Regions from separate parts of the Mus musculus genome. Here all the other regions are linked to region 1. Evidence: chromatin contacts called from public promoter capture Hi-C data. All regions are on one chromosome and are shown on one strand. Each heading gives the region's core, a stretch centred on a gene start, on an enhancer-like site or on the middle of the called end of the contact. The rest is flanking DNA. Distances are from core to core; before and after follow the strand shown. Region 1 holds the start of Gal3st1 (galactose-3-O-sulfotransferase 1). Region 2 holds the start of Nefh (neurofilament, heavy polypeptide). Region 3 holds the start of Zmat5 (zinc finger, matrin type 5). Region 4 overlaps Ascc2 (activating signal cointegrator 1 complex subunit 2).

Region 1 (4,490 bases), core at 1,013-3,512:
AAACCAAACCACTCCATTAACACACAGACACACACAGACACACACACACACAGACACACACACACACACACACACACACACACACACACACACACAACCAGGGCTAAACACAGGAGTCCGTAATAAATATACTCGATACTTTATACTCGTCACAGTCTGAAGATGTACTTGACTGTGCAACCACACGGCATGGTAGACAAGGTTTATGGACGCACTGCACATGCCACGCACAACGCTCTGGCTAAGCAAGCACACCCACTGTCCATTGCAGGATGCCCTTAATACAATCCTGCTCCCAAGTCCGGAAACAGGGTGATCACTGGCAAGAAACTGTTTGTATCCTAACACTTAAAGGTACAGCTATGCTCTCTCAGTCTCTCTGGGAAGATCCAAAAGTGAGAAGTGTGCAGTCCTTAGCTCGGTGCTTGGCCCGGGCAGTGGATCTGGTTATGTTCATGGACAACTTAGGTCCTTTTAGATCAATAGACTTCAATGACCTATGTTCCCATGATTTATACACAACTTGCCTCAACTCGCATTCCACACCCAGTAAAATTGACAGAGTGCCCACAGAAAGACTGTGGGCCTAACCTCCCTGCCCACACCCAGTAAAATTGACAGAGTGCCCACAGAAAGACTGTGGGCCTAACCTCCCTATCCACACCCAGGGCAAGATGGGAGTGTCACAGAAAGGGTCTGACTGTGGGCCTAACCTCCCTGCCCTGGAGAGAGATCTCACCTGATGACTCCAGGTCTCCAGTCTGGTAACCTTTGGGGTACTTCTGCTCCATCCCGCTGTGTCTTCTCTAGTCATTCACATTTCATGGAGTCAAACCAAAGCAAGAAGCTTGCCCCAAGCCACTGAGGGGGCCTAGAGTCCCCCATTGCCATTGTCCTGTGAGTCACTGCTTTCCTGCAAGTGCTTGTTTGTTCTTCCTTGGAGCCCAGTGAGAGGCACTGTGAGTGACAGATTTATGAGAACTCAGCACAGAACCCAGGAAGCAAAAGAGATGCCCAGGAAGGCATCTTTCCTCCAGTTTGGGCAAGAGGACTTCTGGGTAGGGCTGGGATCCTGAGACAGGGACCAAAAAACAAAACAAAACAAAACAAAACAAAACAAACAAAAACGCACACTGTGGTTTGCAGTGAACTCAGCCATTTCCCAACGGTGTGACCTTCAGCAAGTCACTGACTCCTTGAGCCTCAGTATCTTCCCTCTAGATAAGTAGCAAGGAAGCCTGAAGGCACAGTGCAGATCAGCTCACCCCCTCCAGAGAGGAAGAGATTGAGTTCTGATCGGCTCTCCCTCCACACCCCTTTCCTCCTGAAGATTTCCAGGGCATCCTCACCCTCAGCCCAGTAACCTCTGGTGTCAGGTGTCAGTCCCTGCAGCCAGATGTGTGCCTGTCATCACAACCAGCTCAGGAAGGGGCGGGGCGGGGGGGGGTTAAAAAGAGAAGGCTCATGTTGGCCTCTCACTAAGGGAACAGACCAACCTGAGACCCCCTTATGGAGCACTGGTCCATGGCTCCGGAACCGTGTAGTTGTTGCATATAGGATCTTTCCTGTCCTAACTAGACAAGTCTGTCCTTGTCTCCTGGACTCACCTCCTTAGGGGCACACATATGAGAGGCCTTCCCCAAGCACAAGAGTCTGTCATTGCCCAAGGCCCCCCTCTCCCCGGTTTGTACTGTGACAGCCGCCTCTTCTGGGAACGCAGGTAAGGAGCGGGGAGATTCCTGCCTCCTTCTCCACTAGGGCCCAGGCCACAATGTCCAAGAGGATTAATTATTAACGAACTCACAGCACAACAGCTAACCTTCTGGAGCCCCACCCACCCCATTTTTAGGGACTCCGGGGGTCAGGGGAGGAGGGGCACCCAGAGCAGGGCAAGCAATCAGCCAGAGCCTGCAGGATACAGTGTTGGTGAAGCAGCTCTGCAGCATTTCTATATCCCTTGCTGGGCAAACACGATCCATCGATCCAGTAGGCAAGATGTTCAGGAAGTAGGCTGAGGCAGGGCACAGCCAGCGTGAGTACAAGACCTCCCGACATACCTTTGCCCTGTTCTCCTTGGGCTCCGGGTGGCAGGGGTCGGCCCCGGCCCCCGCCGCCGCCGTGGCGCTCACTGGGCGGCGGGGCGCACTCGCCGGGACCCGGCGCGCTGGCAGGCCTGGTCCATGCCCCCGCCCCGCCGCCGCAGCGGCTGCCGCACCCCGCTCTCAACACTCGCCAGGTGAGGCCAGCAGCCTGGCCCGGCCCCTGACGCCAGAGCCAATGGGCGCCACGGCCCCCTCCCCCCCCCCACCCCCTTCCCGTCCTCTCCCCTGCGCCGCCTGCCCAAGAGGCACAGAAGCTGTATTCAGCTCCCTGGGGCGCAATATTGCGCCCCCGCCTCCGGCCTAACAAGGACTATTTGTCTCCGATGGGCCAAGGGGTCCATTGTCCTACTGCCAGCCCAGAAGGGAATAGAGGGTGCCTGGGGCTTGGTGGTAGTGTTGGGGAAGGGAGCCTGGGCTCTGGAGAAAGGGGGCAGGACTAGTTGCCAGCCTTTTATGGACAGCACTGGAGCTCCTCAGAATCCAGTGGAACATAGGTCTTCCTAGCTCCCTCTGATGAGCCAGGAACACATTTGTGGTATCCAAGAAAAACAGGTGAAGAAGCGCCAGGATCCCTGGGCCGAGTCACTTACATGGTTCAGCTAACTTTCCTCTTGAGGATACCTCCTCTAGAGGTCTGGGCAAGTAAGTAGGGGCCTGTTTGAGTTCAGACTGTCCTTCATCCTAAAGGAAAACCAAGGATGGGAACTAATTTGGAATTAACCCCAGCTGTGGGCACTGCAGAACCAGCTGGCCATCGGGTGGCACATGGGCCACGTCAGAGTCCCACTACCCCCGACATTTCTAGGCAACCGTGGAATGGGGAAAATTCCACATCAGCCTGGCTGCCAGGCATTCTTCCATATCTAATGGGCTTGCTGCTCTTTGTCCTTGTGGGCCCTGAGTCACCTCCCAGGCTATAGGTTATGACTTTGAAACTCCTAACCCTTTGTTCCTGCCTCTTGAAACTGCCATGCCAGAACATGGCATCAGATAGAGCCCCCTCCCCCCATCCCACATATACAGTGAAGCCACCAGTTTGGGGGACCTTGGGGTCCACAAGCCAAAGCCTGCAAAACTCTTGCCTTCCTCTTCAGTTGAGGTGCAGCCATGGCAGCACAAAGTCCACATATGGGGCCAATACAAAACAGGTCTGTCAGGCTATCAGGTCCTTAGATTCAGGGAGGGCAAAGTCCAGCCTACCCTGTTTAGGGTATCACCGCCTCTGGGGAATGGCTATGGGAAAGATGTCCTGGGAAGGACTGAATGATCAGAACCCTGACCCTGTCATGATACATGGACAGTTCCAGGTAAGGACCATCATCAGAGGTACCTGGAGTGAGGGGACAGGTCCACAAAGGTCACAAGCTGAGATACCAGCAGTGACCTCACTTGGATGGAAAACTAGGCTATTGCTGCCCTTAGACCTCACGCTCACCTTCCACCTGTACTGGCTTGTTTTGGGTCAACACAAGCTAGTCATCAAAGGAGCCTCTCAGTCGAGGAAACACCTCCATGAGATCCAGCTCTAAGCTGTTCGTGGTGGTGCACACCTTCAATCCCAGCACTCGGGAGGCAGAGGCAGATGGATTTCTGAGTTCGAGGACAGCCAGGGCTACACAGAGAAACTCTGTCTCGGAAAAAAATGGGAGTGAAGGGGTGGGGAAAGAGATCCAGATCTAAGGCATTTTCTCAGTGATCAATGGGGAGGATCCAGCCCACAATGGGTGTTGTCATCCCTGGGCTGGTAGTCCTGGGTTCTTTAAGAAAGCAGGTTGAGCAAACCTTGTAAAGCAAGCTACTAAGCAGCAACCCACCATGGCTTTTACATTAGCTCTGCCCTGAGGATGCAGCCTTGTTTGAGTTCTGTCCTGACTTTCTTCAATAACGGACAGCAACATGGAAGTGTAAGCCAAACAAATGCTTTTCTCCTCAGTCTGCTCTTTGGTTATGGTGTTTCATGTTTCATTGCAGACACAGAAACCCTAAGGCTGGTTGGTACGAGGAATGGGGTTAGCTGTGTTTGGGGAGGATTGTGGAAGGACTTCGGAATGTCGGGCTAGAAAAGGCATTTCCTGTCTGGAGCTCAGTGAGAAGTCCCTGAGGAGCTTAGAGTGTGAAGAACAGGACAGACAATAGAGGCCTGGCTCGTGAAGGGTTAGGAGGAAATTTAGACTCTATCAGGGTTATTTTCTATCATGAATTGAGATTCTGTTGTTCGGAGCAGCTGGAGCTAAAGTCAGCCACAATACACAAGAGAGCAGCAGCACCATTGAAGAGAAACCTTTGCGCTACTGGAACAGTCGATGCTGGTTAACCTGGAGCTAAGAGCTTAGTGAGAATTCAGACTAGAGCCTGCTGATAGTGGCACACCTTTAATCCCAGCACTTG
Region 2 (4,490 bases), core at 1,452-3,951, 960 kb before region 1:
AGTGGCACCATCATCCAATGTGTGCCTATCACACGCAGCAGCAGCTCAATGGGCAAGGAAAGAGTCAGGGATGCAATTAAGGGATGGAGGGATGGATGGATGGATAGTTATGTTGTCTTATTCGCTGCTAAATGTTAAGAATGCAGGATGGAAGGCAAAAGTTATTTCAACTGCAAGATCTTAGAAAAGAATCACATGTAGCCTTGGCTGTCCTGGAACTCACTCAGGCTGAGTGAGGCTGACTTCAGATTCACAGAGATCTGCCTGCCTGCCTCTGCCTCCTGAATGCTGGGATTAAAGGCGTGCGCTACCACTGCACAGCAAAAAGAATCATTCTCAGCTCTCTCTGGGCCATACGTTTTGCTAGAGAGCTGATTAGAATTCATCCATCTATCCACTCACAATGACAAACTGGGAAGCAGCATGCGGGCAAGGACCACAGAACCCCAGGAGGGGACAAGGCTCAGGGTGAAGGGAAGGTGAGGCTGAAGGACTGACCAGGGTCTCAGCATTCATGACAACCTTACAGCCACAAAAGCCACACCTTTTACCTTCACACACACCCCACTCCTATCATTCATGTGTGCTGTCAACTGCTTGTCAGACTTCTCACCCCCAAGAAGGGCATGTGCATTCTGCAGACAACTGAAGAGACTCGAAGGAACAAGAATCTAATAACAAAAATCCAAGCAGTATGGGAGATAAATGGGGAAGCCATGTGGGCGTAAGGGGGTAGAGGTCTGCATCCCAGTCCCCTCCCCATGGCATCTGCAGTGCCTCCCAGCCTTTCTGACCCCTGCAAAGAGCAGCATGACTGGACCTTTAAATTGGGAAAATGCTTCATCATGTTCTGCTCCATCATGAAAAACTAGAGTCTCCTCCCCCTCCTCCCTAGTGCACTCTCCTGGCCTGCAGCCAGGGGCTGGGAATGAGACACAGGACAGGAAAGGGATCTCTTTTAGGGAATCTATCAGTTCTCCTCCTAGGGATCCCTCCAAAAGAGAAAACCACAGCAAACTGGGGTGCAGTGAGGCTTGAGGTAACTGCCTGGGAGAAGTTCTGATCTGAAGAAGTCTATACTGGTTTCCAGAGCTTGTCAGTGGGCATTGGAGTGGGGCTCTCTCTGCTCCGGGAAGAGGTTTGCAGGGAGAAAGAACTTCACAGAGAGCCAGGCACTGGACAGGACATGCAGGGGTGGGTCACTTACATACAACCGTAGGTCGTTTCGAGCCCGTCATATGACTCATCCAATCCTCCCCTGTACCGCACAGAGGGACTGCTTGGAAAAGCTATGGAACCTCCCTACTCCGTTAGGCATAGATTTAACCCTTCCCATCCGAGGAGCGGCTGCTGTCCGTGGTGCTGAAGCGATAGCGGCACGGGCGGCTCCGTCCACTAACACCGCTTTTGACCGGAAAACCAAACCAAGAACGAGCCGTATAATAAAGCAAGAGCTCCAAGTCTAAGCCCCTCCGCCGTCCCCGCCCTTTCACCTGAAGCCTCAGTAGGGCTCATGATGGAGGTCGGTGGACTTTGGTACTGAAAAACCACTCCACCACTTCCTCGGAGCATGAAAGGGGATGCTTACGGCAGTACTGGTTCATCTATTCTGGAAAAGGAATGAGATGCCAAGATAAAGCAGAAAAATCGGGCAAGGAAGGGAGAAAGACAAAGTTCTCAGGTGAGAGGAACTGGTTACTATTCCGACTGGCAATATGTGGGTTCTCCTCCCCAAAATCAGCCAGACATTTCCCAAGTTCGAACCTCCTAGGGGCACATGGGAGCTTGGAGCTGCATCTTGTCTCTTGCACACAAGGGAAAACCAAACATAGGAGAACACAATTTGTACAAGGTCATTCAGCTAGCGAAGCACAGAAGCTAACCCCACCCTGTGGCAGAACTTGGCTTCGGTGTTGAGGCTCTTGCTGCCTACTGAGGGACCCCCTGTTCTTCGTAGGCAGTTTTCCTTTCCGGGCAAGAGGAGACTCCACTTTCCAGTCGTGGCCACTGGAATTTTTAGAGAGCACCACGTTCCTCTCACCCAGCGCTCCCTTTCTCCGTCTGCAGTGTTCTCCTTCTCAGGGTAGCTTTGCGGTCCTTTCAAACTCCACGCCCACCCCAACCCCAACCCCGAAGCCAGCTGTACAGTTCCTTAAGCCCCTTTGGGTGGCCCAGGGCCGCTGTAGTATCTGGGGAACACTGCACCGCCAGCTAGAAGGTCCCCATTTATCATCAGTAGCATCCATCATGCAACCCCATACAGAATCCCTTCGTGGGTGACTGCAGTCTGCACTCCTCATCTCAAGGTCCTCTCTAACTATCAGGGAACCAACCCTGTGCTGCTTCTCAAGTGGGGGTGTCCTCTCATAGTAATCACTGCAGTCTCCCACTGCTTCAACCCGAAGGCGCCCTGACCCATCAGTTCTGCAATCCTCTCCCTATTTCCAGTGCCCTCTCTTATTCTGAGGGTCTTATTCTGACTAATAGGGTCTTCCGACATGCACCTGGAGGTCTGCACTTGTCCGCTCCGGAAGTCCTTTACTCCTTGGTCTGACCTCGGGAGGCTCTACTGACGATGCGTCGATTCCCCTTCACTCCTGGGTCGTCCCCCCCAGCCCCGCCCCTCTCACTGCGGAGAAGCCGGTCGGCCCGGGGCCGCGGGGGAGGAGGTGGAGAGGGTGGGGCCCTCCTCCCCAGCCCCCCACTGCCGAGGGGCCGGACCGGGCCACCGCGGATATAAAAGAGCCGGAGTCCCAGAGCTGCCGCAGTGCTGCCTGCCCCGTCCCAGCCCCGCACTCCCGCTCCGCTGGCGGCCGCACCTGCTCCGGCCATGATGAGCTTCGGCAGCGCCGATGCGCTGCTGGGCGCCCCGTTCGCGCCGCTGCACGGAGGCGGCAGCCTGCACTACTCGCTGAGCCGCAAGGCAGGCCCGGGCGGCACGCGCTCCGCGGCCGGCTCCTCCAGCGGCTTCCACTCGTGGGCGCGGACGTCCGTGAGCTCCGTGTCCGCCTCACCCAGCCGCTTCCGCGGCGCCGCCTCGAGCACCGACTCGCTAGACACCCTAAGCAACGGCCCAGAGGGCTGCGTGGTGGCGGCGGTGGCGGCGCGCAGCGAGAAGGAGCAGCTGCAGGCTCTGAACGACCGCTTCGCGGGCTACATCGACAAGGTGAGGCAGCTCGAGGCGCACAACCGCAGCCTGGAGGGCGAGGCGGCGGCGCTGCGGCAGCAGCAAGCCGGCCGCGCCGCCATGGGCGAGCTGTACGAGCGCGAGGTGCGCGAGATGCGCGGCGCCGTGCTGCGCCTCGGGGCGGCGCGCGGGCAGCTGCGCCTGGAGCAGGAGCACCTGCTGGAGGACATCGCTCACGTCCGCCAGCGGCTGGACGAGGAGGCCCGGCAGCGTGAGGAGGCGGAGGCGGCGGCGCGCGCCCTGGCGCGCTTCGCGCAGGAGGCGGAAGCGGCGCGCGTGGAGCTGCAGAAGAAGGCGCAGGCGCTGCAGGAGGAGTGCGGCTACCTGCGGCGCCACCACCAGGAGGAGGTGGGCGAGCTGCTCGGTCAGATCCAGGGCTGCGGGGCCGCGCAGGCGCAGGCTCAGGCCGAGGCTCGCGACGCCCTCAAGTGCGACGTGACGTCGGCGCTGCGGGAGATCCGCGCGCAGCTCGAAGGCCACGCGGTGCAGAGCACGCTGCAGTCCGAGGAGTGGTTCCGAGGTGCGCGGGAGCGCGGGGTGGGAAGGGGTCGCCCCCTCCTGGCGGAGCAGTGAGCAGCCCGAGAGGACTCCTCTCAGAAGTAGCTAGACCCGCTGCGAGGTGCATGCCACCTGACAAAGTAGCGGTTTTACCCAGACCCTCCCTTGGGGCGCCCCAACTCTGGATTTTCCTTTAGAAAAAGGAAACCACCCTCCACATTTTTTATGTCTGTAATTAAACACCGGGGCCAACCCCTGTGCCCCACACACTGTTAGACCCCAGATTCAGACTGATCTCCCATCTGAAATGGAGCAAGCCCCGTCTGGACCCAGCGTATCAGGTATCCAGCAGCCGCTTGCCATGCCAACTCTGCCCACCCTTTCTTGCGCACCCTGCGCAGTGGGTGGAACAGGAGTATTCGTTCTACCAGGCTTCGTCCCACTACTTGCTCAGTACATAACATCGCGAATTTTAGTAATTGCTGTGTAAAAATGAAAGCCATTCATTTTCATGCCGTTTCTAGCCAGTACGGAACCATCATGTGGACCTCATTGCTGTAAATGGCTGTTATTTAATATCCCCTTCCTCTTTCCCAAAATTTACAGGGGTTCTGAGTCAGCTAGACTGCAGTTGCCCTGAAACCTTACCCTTTAGCTGCAGGGTGACCTTGACCAACATTGGCTTTCTCTCATTCTCATTTCTTTTGGGATTGGGGCAAAGAGTAACTGGGCTTCTTTGTGTCAGCTGCAGTCATCTGCTGTAGTCGTTCCTGTAGTCATCTATAAATCTGGAGGCAAGTACAGA
Region 3 (4,490 bases), core at 1,052-3,551, 720 kb before region 1:
AATACACAAATGTGGTACACATATATATACAAAGGTAGAGAAAACACTCATACACATAAGATAAAAATACTACATCTTTTTTTTTTTTTTTTTGGTGTTTTTGAGACAGGGTTTCTCTGTGTAGTCCTGGCTGTCCTGGAACTCACTTTGTAGACCAGGCTGGCCTCGAACTCAGAAATCCGCCTGCCTCTGCCTCCCGAGTGCTGGGATTAAAGGTGTGTGCCACCACGCCCGGCTACATCTTTTTAAAAATAATCTTTTAAATATAAAAGTTAAGTCAAAACAAACCACCTTTAATTCCCTGCCTTCTGAACTAACTTGCCATCAACCAAATCGGTTTGTTGTAGGTCTCCTGTCCATGCTCAACAAAGCTTAAGCAGTCTTTTCCTGAAGGCTCACCACTTCCTGGTAGGCCTAGAAATCAGTTCTGGGTTTAAATTGACTAAGTAATTAATTAAGAGGAAGAGGCTCATGTAGTCTAGGCTGGTCTCATACATAATGTAGCTGAAGATAACCTTGAACTTCTGTTCCTGCCTCCACCTCCCTCGTGCTGGGAGCATATAGTCCTATACCATCATGTCCAGTTTGAAGTCCTTATCCCAGGCTCACACTGGTCCTCTGAACCTCAGAATCATAGCCCCATTTGTTCTAGATGTTTCTACTTCATATCTAAGGGACAACTCACACAAAACACAACTTACAGAGCTTGAGATCATGTTAAGAGCATGTAATACTCTAACAGAGGACCTGAGTTTGGTTTTTAGCACCCACATTTGATAGCTCATAACCTCCAGCTCCAGCTCCAGGGGATGCTATACCCTCCTCTGGATTTCTGTGGGTACCGACATTCAGGAGCACATGTCACCCCCTAACCTCCCATACATATGCATAATTTAAAATAACCAAAACCAAATCTATAAACACACAATTTACAGGTCAGGCATGATAGTGCTTGTCTATAATTTTAGCCTTCCAGAGATAGCAGAGACAGGAGGATCACCAGGAGTTAAAAGTCAGGCTGATTTATGTAGCTGGTTCCAGGCAAGCCAGAGCAAGTGTAAAACCTTTTCTCCATACAAACAAACACAAACCATTTAGTCTCTGTAGTCAAATCTTAATTTATCTCTAGATGTTAATTCCTATTTTTGTTTCTTGGTTTGGTTTGGTTTTTCAGGACAGGGTTTCTTTGTGTAGCCCTGGTTGTCCTGGAATTTGTAAACCAGGCTGGTCTTGAACTCTGAGACCCACCTGCATCTGGAGTGCTGAGACTAAAGGCACCCACAACCGAGCCCACCTCTTAATTCTACCTTTCTTGCACACTTCTGCTAGCTTGCTCTGTCTATCCTACCTACCAAAATGCATCTCAAATCTGACCATTATTCTAAACCTCTCTACTCTAAATTACCTACCTCTGCAATTTCTTCTCTTCAGTTTTTGCTCTAGCAAGAAGTCAGAACGATAACATTAAAATGTAAATAGACCTCAAAGCATTCCAGCTTAAACCCATTCAGTGACTCCCTAGTGCAATTAGGAAAAGAATGACTCCTTACCCAGGACGGGATTCAAGGCCAGACTAGAGATGACTTCAGGCCACCTACTCATTAGAGGCCACTCTACACTTTCTCAAGCACCCCAGCAGTGCAGTTGCCTCTAGAAACATTATCCTGTTTACCCTGCTACAATATATTCAGTCCTCCATTAAGCGGCTACTCAGGTTTAAAGAGCAAGCAATCCGTCCAAGCATTTGGGTTTTCTCTTTTACAAAGTATTAGTTTCCAGAAGTGCTGGGCTTCCCCATCGCCCACGCACCACGGCCAGAGCGCTCCAGGAGAGCTGGGAACCTTTCTTTTACTGGGGATCATCTCAAGACCCCGAGGGGATACTCAGAAAAGTACGGTGCCTTTTACAACCAGGTCACCCATCTCCGAAGCCGGGGTTCTTGGCTTTAAAGCCTACGCTCTGGAGAACAGGAAGCAAGTGCAAAGCCACTTTCCCCCCTGAGACGTGGCTTAAGAGTTAGAACTGCAGGACCCGACTTTTGCCACCCCCAAACCTACATCTGGAGTAGGTTCAAAGGACGTTAGGCAGAGAGTCGAGATGCAGCCACAGAAACTCAGGTTCCCTGCCTCTGTATTCACTCCCCATGCCAGAAAAAGCGGATAGCGCGGACTTAGAATGAAATGCCTACTCTTCTGATTGGGAAAAGAGCCTAAAACTTGGACGCGGATGTCTCACCAAAGATACCTGGTTCCGGGCTCCTCCTCTTGAGTCCTCGCGTTGCGCTCTGCTCGCTGGGATTTGTAGTCCTTCCTAAGGTACCGAGAAGGCGGAATACGAAGGCGAGACAGCACTGGGGAAGATGGGTAAGCTAAGGGGCTTTCGGGACTTGTAGTTCAAAATAGCCAAACGCAGGAAATGGTTGAGGAGAAAAACTGAGAAATAAGTCTTATCAAATTTTGGTTGTGTGGAATATGAACATTGTAATAAACTGTTACCCTGTGCACATTATCAGTTTCTTTAATGGTTCAAAATGTCGACTCTGAGATACAGAGAAACTACAATTCCCATAAAGCAGGGCGCGTTGAAACTTTTGGAGCAAGACATTGGGTTCTACGCAAGCGCAGTGGCGCGAGTTCGGCAGTGAGGCAACATGTCGTCGCCGACGATCCCTTCGCGCCTGTACTCCTTGCTGTTCCGCAGAACTTCCACCTTTGCCCTCACCATCGCAGTGGGCGCCCTGTTCTTCGAGCGAGCCTTCGATCAGGGCGCAGACGCGATCTACGAGCACATCAACGAGGGGGTGAGGGCCTGGGCCATCCTGACCTTGGGCCCGCCTGAAGGGTGACTGGGAGGGAGGTAGGACGGAACTCAATCAAGTCTTACCAGGTCTGGGGTGAACTGTGCCCGTTAATACATCTATTTCTCTTGACATGGTGCGAGGCCTAATTGGTATGTCCTGTCACACAGTTCCACATATTCATTTGCGAAAGCTAACTCCTGACTCCTGAGACATCAGAGGACTTACGGGTCTGAACCACTCCATTAAGTCGGTGGTGAGTTGGAACTCCGACCCCTGCCGTCCTTGCTAGTTTCAAGGGCAGATTTCAGCAAGGCAGTCGTTAAAAGTAGGTCTCCTTAGACCATGTGGCTGACCTTTTAAAATTGATGTTTCAGTTCCGAAGGCCGCCCACGTAGGCTCTTTGGATTAAACGTGAAGACTATGAAACCTCAAGCCCTAACTGGCAATACTGGACTTAAAGCACTTAACCGTGGTATTGAATAAAGGTCATAGTGGATCAAAGATCCTGGGATACAGATGAGGTGCTACCGTTCATACTTAATGATACCACTGAAAGATAGCATCCTGGGAAAATGTGGGGATGAATATAAAGTAGGAAATGGCGAGCCCTCTTTGACTTAACTGTCCCACACTCTGTGCATGTTTTATGTCAAAGGTTGTGAGAGTATTGGGGAAGGTATGTTACTGATGGCCAGCATGTTCATCGACTGGTTTCTTTTTCTCGAGACAGGGTTTCTCTGTGTAGCTATTGCTGTCCCGGAGCTAGATGGTAGACAAGGCTTGGCCTTAGACTCACCCTCCTGCCTCTGCCACCTGAGTGTTGGGATTGTAGGCCTGAGCCACCACCGACCAGCTCCTTCACTGAGTGGCCTTCCTTCTTGCCTTCCTTCCTTTCTTACCTCTTTTGGTTTGTTTTTAAATTTTGTTGTTTTAATTTTATTTGCTTATGTTGTGTCTGCATGTACATCATCTGTGCTAGGAACTGGACGCAGGTCCTCTGGAAGAGCAACCAGAGTACCCTTAGCCACTGAGTCGTCTCTCCAGCCCCCTCAGGGCTCTCTGACCTGCTGCCCAGACAGGCTCTGTCTACTAGTTGCTGTATTTCCTCTGGTGGGGTAGCTTCCTGTCCATATGAAAGTGTTGCCACTCTGATCTTTTTTTTTTTTTTTTTTTAAGATTTATTTATTTAGTATATATAAGTACACTGTAGCTGTCTTCAGATACTCCAGAAGAGGGCATCAGATTTCGTTACGGATGGTTGTGAGCCACCACGTGGTTGCTGGGATTTGAACTCCGGACCTTTGGAAGAGCAGTCAGCGCTCTTAACCACTGAGCCATCTCGCCAGCCCCCACTCTGATCTTTTATAAGCATTTCCAAGTATCGAAAGTTGTCTTAAGTACACTGTCAGAATTCCCCCATTTTCCCGTGCTTCTAGGAATGGGAATTGTGTAACCACTTTAGGTCTGAAGAATAAAAAGTGACTCAATGTGAAATTTGGGGGTGGGGGTGGGGGAAGCATTTTCTAGGTGCTGTTTTTTAATAATGAAGAAACTGGGACGTTCTTGCAACCTATCTTACTGTCTTGTACAAGTGCTGGTTTCCCTTCCCACCTAGTGTGGTTAATGGAGTAGGAGTGATTTGTTATGTTGCTTTTTTGTGTGTTTTGGTTTGGATTTTGATTTTTCAGAC
Region 4 (4,490 bases), core at 803-3,302, 660 kb before region 1:
TTTAAAGATTTATTTATTTATTTATTTATTATATGTAAGTACATTGTAGCTGTCTTCAGACACTCCAGAAGAGGGAATCAGATCTCGTTACGGATGGTTGTGAGCCACCATGTGGTTGCTGGGATTTGAACTCTGGACCTTCGGAAGAGCAGTCGGGTGCTCTTACCCACTGAGCCATCTCACCAGCCCTCATTATTTTTTTTTTTTTATAACCAGAAAAAAACCCACAACTTCTTTTTTTTTAAAGATTCTAATCAAGTAGCTGCAGAGCTCAGCTCAGAGTCACAAGTTCTCTTTCCCAGCCCAAAGCACACCATGAACAAGCCCCACTTTGTTCGCCAAAGAGAAGAGACATGGGCTCAGTTTTCATCCCAGTCTACACGAGGGGCTTTCTCAGGGAGAAGCTGTAATAAGAGGAGGACCAGGCACTGCCTCAGCTGTTAGCAACCACAGCCTTCCACTTCCAGAGCCGACTCTAGAACGATCAAGACCGATGGATGGACCAGTCTCCTTGAGAACCTTGTGGGCCTTTGCAGGGTATGCAAGCTCCATGGGATTCACTGCAGCCATTGAGCACACGGTTCTGTGGACCCTCTCCCATCTAAAACCCACTCATACAGTGGCAGCATTCCAGGTACTCATCTGTTGACAAAGAGCTCATCTCCTTGTCTTCCAAGCTTCCTTCCTCTGACCTGAGGACTCTCTTTACCCCTACTGTGCCAGCTTTGGGGCACATGAATAAAAGCATCCAGTGATGCAGGTCTCAGCTTAGAGGCTCAAGTTCTCTCCAGGTTACAAGGGTCACGTTCCACTGGGGAAGATGAACATCTAAGCCACCAAGGGAGCCCTAGCCAGATGAAGTCACAACTCAGGCCTAAAGGGTCACAGGAGCACAGGAGAGAATTAACAGCCCATGGAAAAGGGATGCCTCTGAGGCACGGCGGTACCTAACTGAGCCTAGCAGGAGGAAAAGGATTTTTAGGTGAAAGAAAGTTAGCTTGCTTGTCCTCCTCCCTCCCTCCTCTTTTGTTTGTTTGTTTGTTTCTCACACATTTTTTTACTATATAGCCTTGGTTGACCTGGAACTTACTATGTAGACTAGGCTGGTCTCAGATTTAATAGAGATCTGCTGGCCCCCAGGATCAATGGCAGATGCTACAATTAATGGAAGAAATCACCCCTCCACACCCAAGACAGGATTTCTCTTTGTAGCCCTGGCTGTCCTGGAACTCACTCTGGAGTGACCAGTCTGGACTCATAAAGATACACCTGGCTCTGCCTCTCAAGTGTGCACCACCACTGGCCAACTGAAGAAGTCATTCATATAAAGGCATAAAAACAGTCATATATGGTGCACAGATGGACCTGGGTTTAAAGGGTGGCAGGATGATGACAACAAACCTACCACCCATTGAGGACCTGCCCTACACCAGCAGGAGCAGCAGGAACAGGCAGGTCAAACTCCCCACTGCTTTCCCTCATCTATGATTAGTTAAAAGGGTGACAGCCTGTCTGGCCGAGGAGAAAACAAAGGCTCAGTAGGGTCCTGAACTTTCTTAAAGGCCTTGAGGTGCAGCAGGCAGCCAGGCAGGACTAAAGTACAGCTTACTCTGCAGACCAAGTATTAGGTACAGCACACCCCTGCACACCCTATCTCACTGCATTCCTTCTGACCTCAGGCACCTAGAAGCCTGCGGAATTCCCTCTGAGGCTGGACTAAGGGGTTTGCTCGCCTCCTCCAACACCTGCATTCACGTGACTAAGGCTCTTGCTAAACTGCATCAAAGTCACTTTTGGATCAGGTGCTGTTGAGCTCAGGGAGAGAGGAAGGAATGGATATGAGACGGATACAGGGGACTTCTAGGGAAGGTGAAAATGTTCACTCTTGACCATAGGTGATGGCTTCATTAGTATATTACCAATGTTGAAAACAATCAAATTGTTGACTTTAACTATGCAGTTTACTGTTTTTTAATGATACTTCAACAGTGCTGGGCCTTGAGAGGACTCTCCACATACTCATTAGCTAGACAAAAGGATGAATGGCCAGCTCCTATCTCTTTAGTACTTTAAATGGCAAGCTTTGTAAAAGGAACTCTCCGAGTAGCCATAGATGGTTTCAGAGCAGGAGTAGCAGGAAGACTCCAACTGTGTTTCTCCTATGGAGGTTTAATCCCACCTTTCGAAAAGTCTGGCCCAGGGTCTATCTGCTCTGGCAAACTGGGAAAATACTGCCCATCAAGCCTTTATGGATCTTGATAGCAACCCGTTTTCTTAGTGTCCTTCATGGTGGAGGGCCCAACACTACTTGTGGCAGGTTTTTCAAGTGCTTGCTCCTTGAAATCGTAACTACTTAATAAGCATCGATAAGCTTACTTATCACTCTCTAGAGGCACTGATCCTTGGGCCGAGATCTTTTTGTCCCAAACTGAGACTCAAAACACAAAATCCCACACATATCTCAGGACACTGTTTCAGGAGCTTCCTGCAGCCTATAGGGTAATGTTCTTCAGTGTGACCAAGACCTGTCTCCATCCAATCCCTCTTTCTCCCTAGTGCCTAGTCAATGTCACAGTTGCCACTTGTTATCTCCAGCAGAACTGCAATCTATCGAGTATTGTTCTGTTCAGGCACAGTAGTAATCTACAGACGTTACAGACGTTTCGTTTCATCTCCACCATGCCTGGCCCATTATTATCTTTTTTTTTTTTTTTTTGGCTTCTGAGGTCTAGTAGTCAAACAACTTACCAAATAAGTGCAAAACCTGTGTTCGTTAGTTCTGCCATAGTGCCACCCCACCGCCAGGGAACTGTTCTTGACCTAAAGAGTCAAACTTGCCCAAGTATCCCTGAGTTTTCTAACCAGGGCCTTGTCCTCCTGCTCCATCCAGACAGAGCTAACGTACCTTTCAACACACAGTGCAGGACCTTTCTCCTTCAGGAAGCCATCCCTGGCTATACATCCCTCCTATCAGCCCAAGATCTTCCTTCTGTGTACTCCAAACTCTGATCTGAACCAGCTCTGCATGTGTGTCAGACCCTGGCCTTCCTCCTACTCTACTGTCATCATACTGCTAGAAGCTACTGGTGGCAGGCTGCGGACCCCACAAGCACAGGACTAGATATTTTCTCTTTGAGGCTCTAGCATCAGGCAGTCTGTGGTTTCTGACTTAAAGAATGTTTCCAGAGAGCTTACTGTGCTTGTCACTGAGAAGCCAGTCATGAAAGGGACCAGACCTCTGCCCTCCCAGTCCCACAACTAACAACCCAGGAGTTCATTCAGCACACGGGGAAGTACTGAGGTTTAAAACCAGTCTCACCCACTCAAGTCTCCACCATCACTGTCCAACAGAACGCTCTGTGACAGTGGGACTGCATCATCTGTCTGAACTACACAGTAGGCACTCATCACATGGGATACTTCACTTACATAGTCCACACTTCAAGCACCAGACACGCTACAATCGTTACACGTAGTACATGTTACCTACTAGATGGCTACTGAATTAGATAGTACAGTTTTAGCTTTTCTGACAAACATCCTCCATATGTAAAATTATGAACAGGAAAGCAAACAGCTTTATAGAAGAAAGGCTGAGTACAGGACATCCTGGGACTGGACTGGCTAGCACAGCATCCTAGCTCTCCTGATTTCCTGGCTTTGTGACCTTGAACTCTGTAAGATAGTGACAATCAAAACATCCCTGATGGGCTGAGATGTGGCTTAAATAAGATAACCTGGGGAGATGGGCAGGAAGTCCCATATTGATAATGGATAGCAGATGGAAGGCGAAGAATCAGTTTTCTCTAAGGGAACAGCGGCTGGTGGGCTGGCCACATATCCAAGAGCATATGGGCAGCAGCAACTGGGCTCGATGGGCTTAAAGAAAAGGACACAAGCCTGGGTGGGCGGGAAAGGGTTCATCTAAACAAAATGCTCAAAGAACCAACTCAAAATAAGGAGGGGAGGGAGGAAGAAAAATTAATCCAGGTGACTTTTCAGAATAGGCTGACCCACATGGGGCACTATGTACGTTAAGTTCTATATTTAAAGACTGAATAGGAAATAATAAAAGCCAACCAAAATGCAGGAAATAAAATACTTAGCTCCCATTTCCCACAACTTTACTCAAGCCTCTAGAAACTACTTCTTCCCTCCCTGTGCAAGTAAACTCATACTCTTGGGAAATCTATAAGTGGGTACAAGGACTCAAATCCCCACTTCTGTCCCTTTCTTTACCAGCCTGGCACCTCTCCATGGCTCTAATCTCTCTCTGATGCTGGGAACTGGCAGGTTCACAGCCTCCTCAGTTTTCAGTTTCACAGGTCCTGTCAGAGACTCTGTGTGTCTCACTTCTTGCACCAGATTAAAGACAAGACCAGCTCAACCTAGCAACCAATGACCCTACAGGAGTCTGGGGAGAAGCTTAGATTAAAAAAATAAATATAGGGCTGACGAGATGGCTCAGCAGGTAAGAGCACTAACTGCTC

What was found. Promoter capture Hi-C pulls out the DNA fragments that hold promoters and counts their contacts. Capture Hi-C pulls out chosen DNA fragments and counts their contacts.
Region 2: a promoter capture Hi-C map of adipose tissue shows a contact between it and region 1, with 8 times the contacts expected there. The contact joins the promoter of Nefh here to the promoter of Gal3st1 in region 1. A contact is called at or near these places in 1 of 39 promoter capture datasets (cranial neural crest) and 2 of 9 other capture datasets (adipose tissue and embryonic stem cells).
Region 3: a promoter capture Hi-C map of liver shows a contact between it and region 1, with 5 times the contacts expected there. The contact joins the promoter of Zmat5 here to the promoter of Gal3st1 in region 1. A contact is called at or near these places in 2 of 39 promoter capture datasets (both in liver) and 1 of 9 other capture datasets (adipose tissue).
Region 4: a contact with region 1 is called in a promoter capture Hi-C map of stem cell-derived epiblast-like cells, with 4 times the contacts expected there. The contact joins the enhancer-like site here to the promoter of Gal3st1 in region 1. A contact is called at or near these places in 5 of 39 promoter capture datasets (cranial neural crest, hippocampal neurons, liver and 1 more) and 1 of 9 other capture datasets (adipose tissue).

Annotation. Positions count from the first base shown.
Region 1 is chr11:3,981,408-3,985,897 of GRCm38.p6, reverse strand. It overlaps Gal3st1 (galactose-3-O-sulfotransferase 1), which reads right to left and starts at 2,262. Exons shown (of 4, transcript NM_016922.3): 1 at 2,058-2,262; 2 at 740-957. Gm46265 (a long non-coding RNA gene) reads right to left here and starts at 733. Exons shown (of 2, transcript XR_001780153.1): 1 at 651-733; 2 at 1-591.
Region 2 is chr11:4,946,275-4,950,764 of GRCm38.p6, reverse strand. Nefh (neurofilament, heavy polypeptide) reads left to right here and starts at 2,701. Exons shown (of 4, transcript NM_010904.3): 1 at 2,701-3,707. The coding sequence starts at 2,831. It also overlaps a transcript of Ap1b1 not described here.
Region 3 is chr11:4,702,467-4,706,956 of GRCm38.p6, reverse strand. It overlaps Zmat5 (zinc finger, matrin type 5), which reads right to left and starts at 2,301. Exons shown (of 6, transcript NM_026015.3): 1 at 2,236-2,301. It overlaps Uqcr10 (ubiquinol-cytochrome c reductase, complex III subunit X), which reads left to right and starts at 2,613. Exons shown (of 2, transcript NM_197979.3): 1 at 2,613-2,800. The coding sequence starts at 2,651.
Region 4 is chr11:4,641,128-4,645,617 of GRCm38.p6, reverse strand. All of the region lies in intron 2 of Ascc2 (activating signal cointegrator 1 complex subunit 2), which reads right to left. Among named protein-coding and RNA genes, the nearest start is that of Ascc2, 5.6 kb to the right of the region's middle. Within about 2 kb of position 2,052, at least 13 of the 459 cell types and tissues checked have an H3K27ac peak or open chromatin away from gene starts, as enhancers often do. A contact at or near this core is called in stem cell-derived epiblast-like cells, where this site is marked.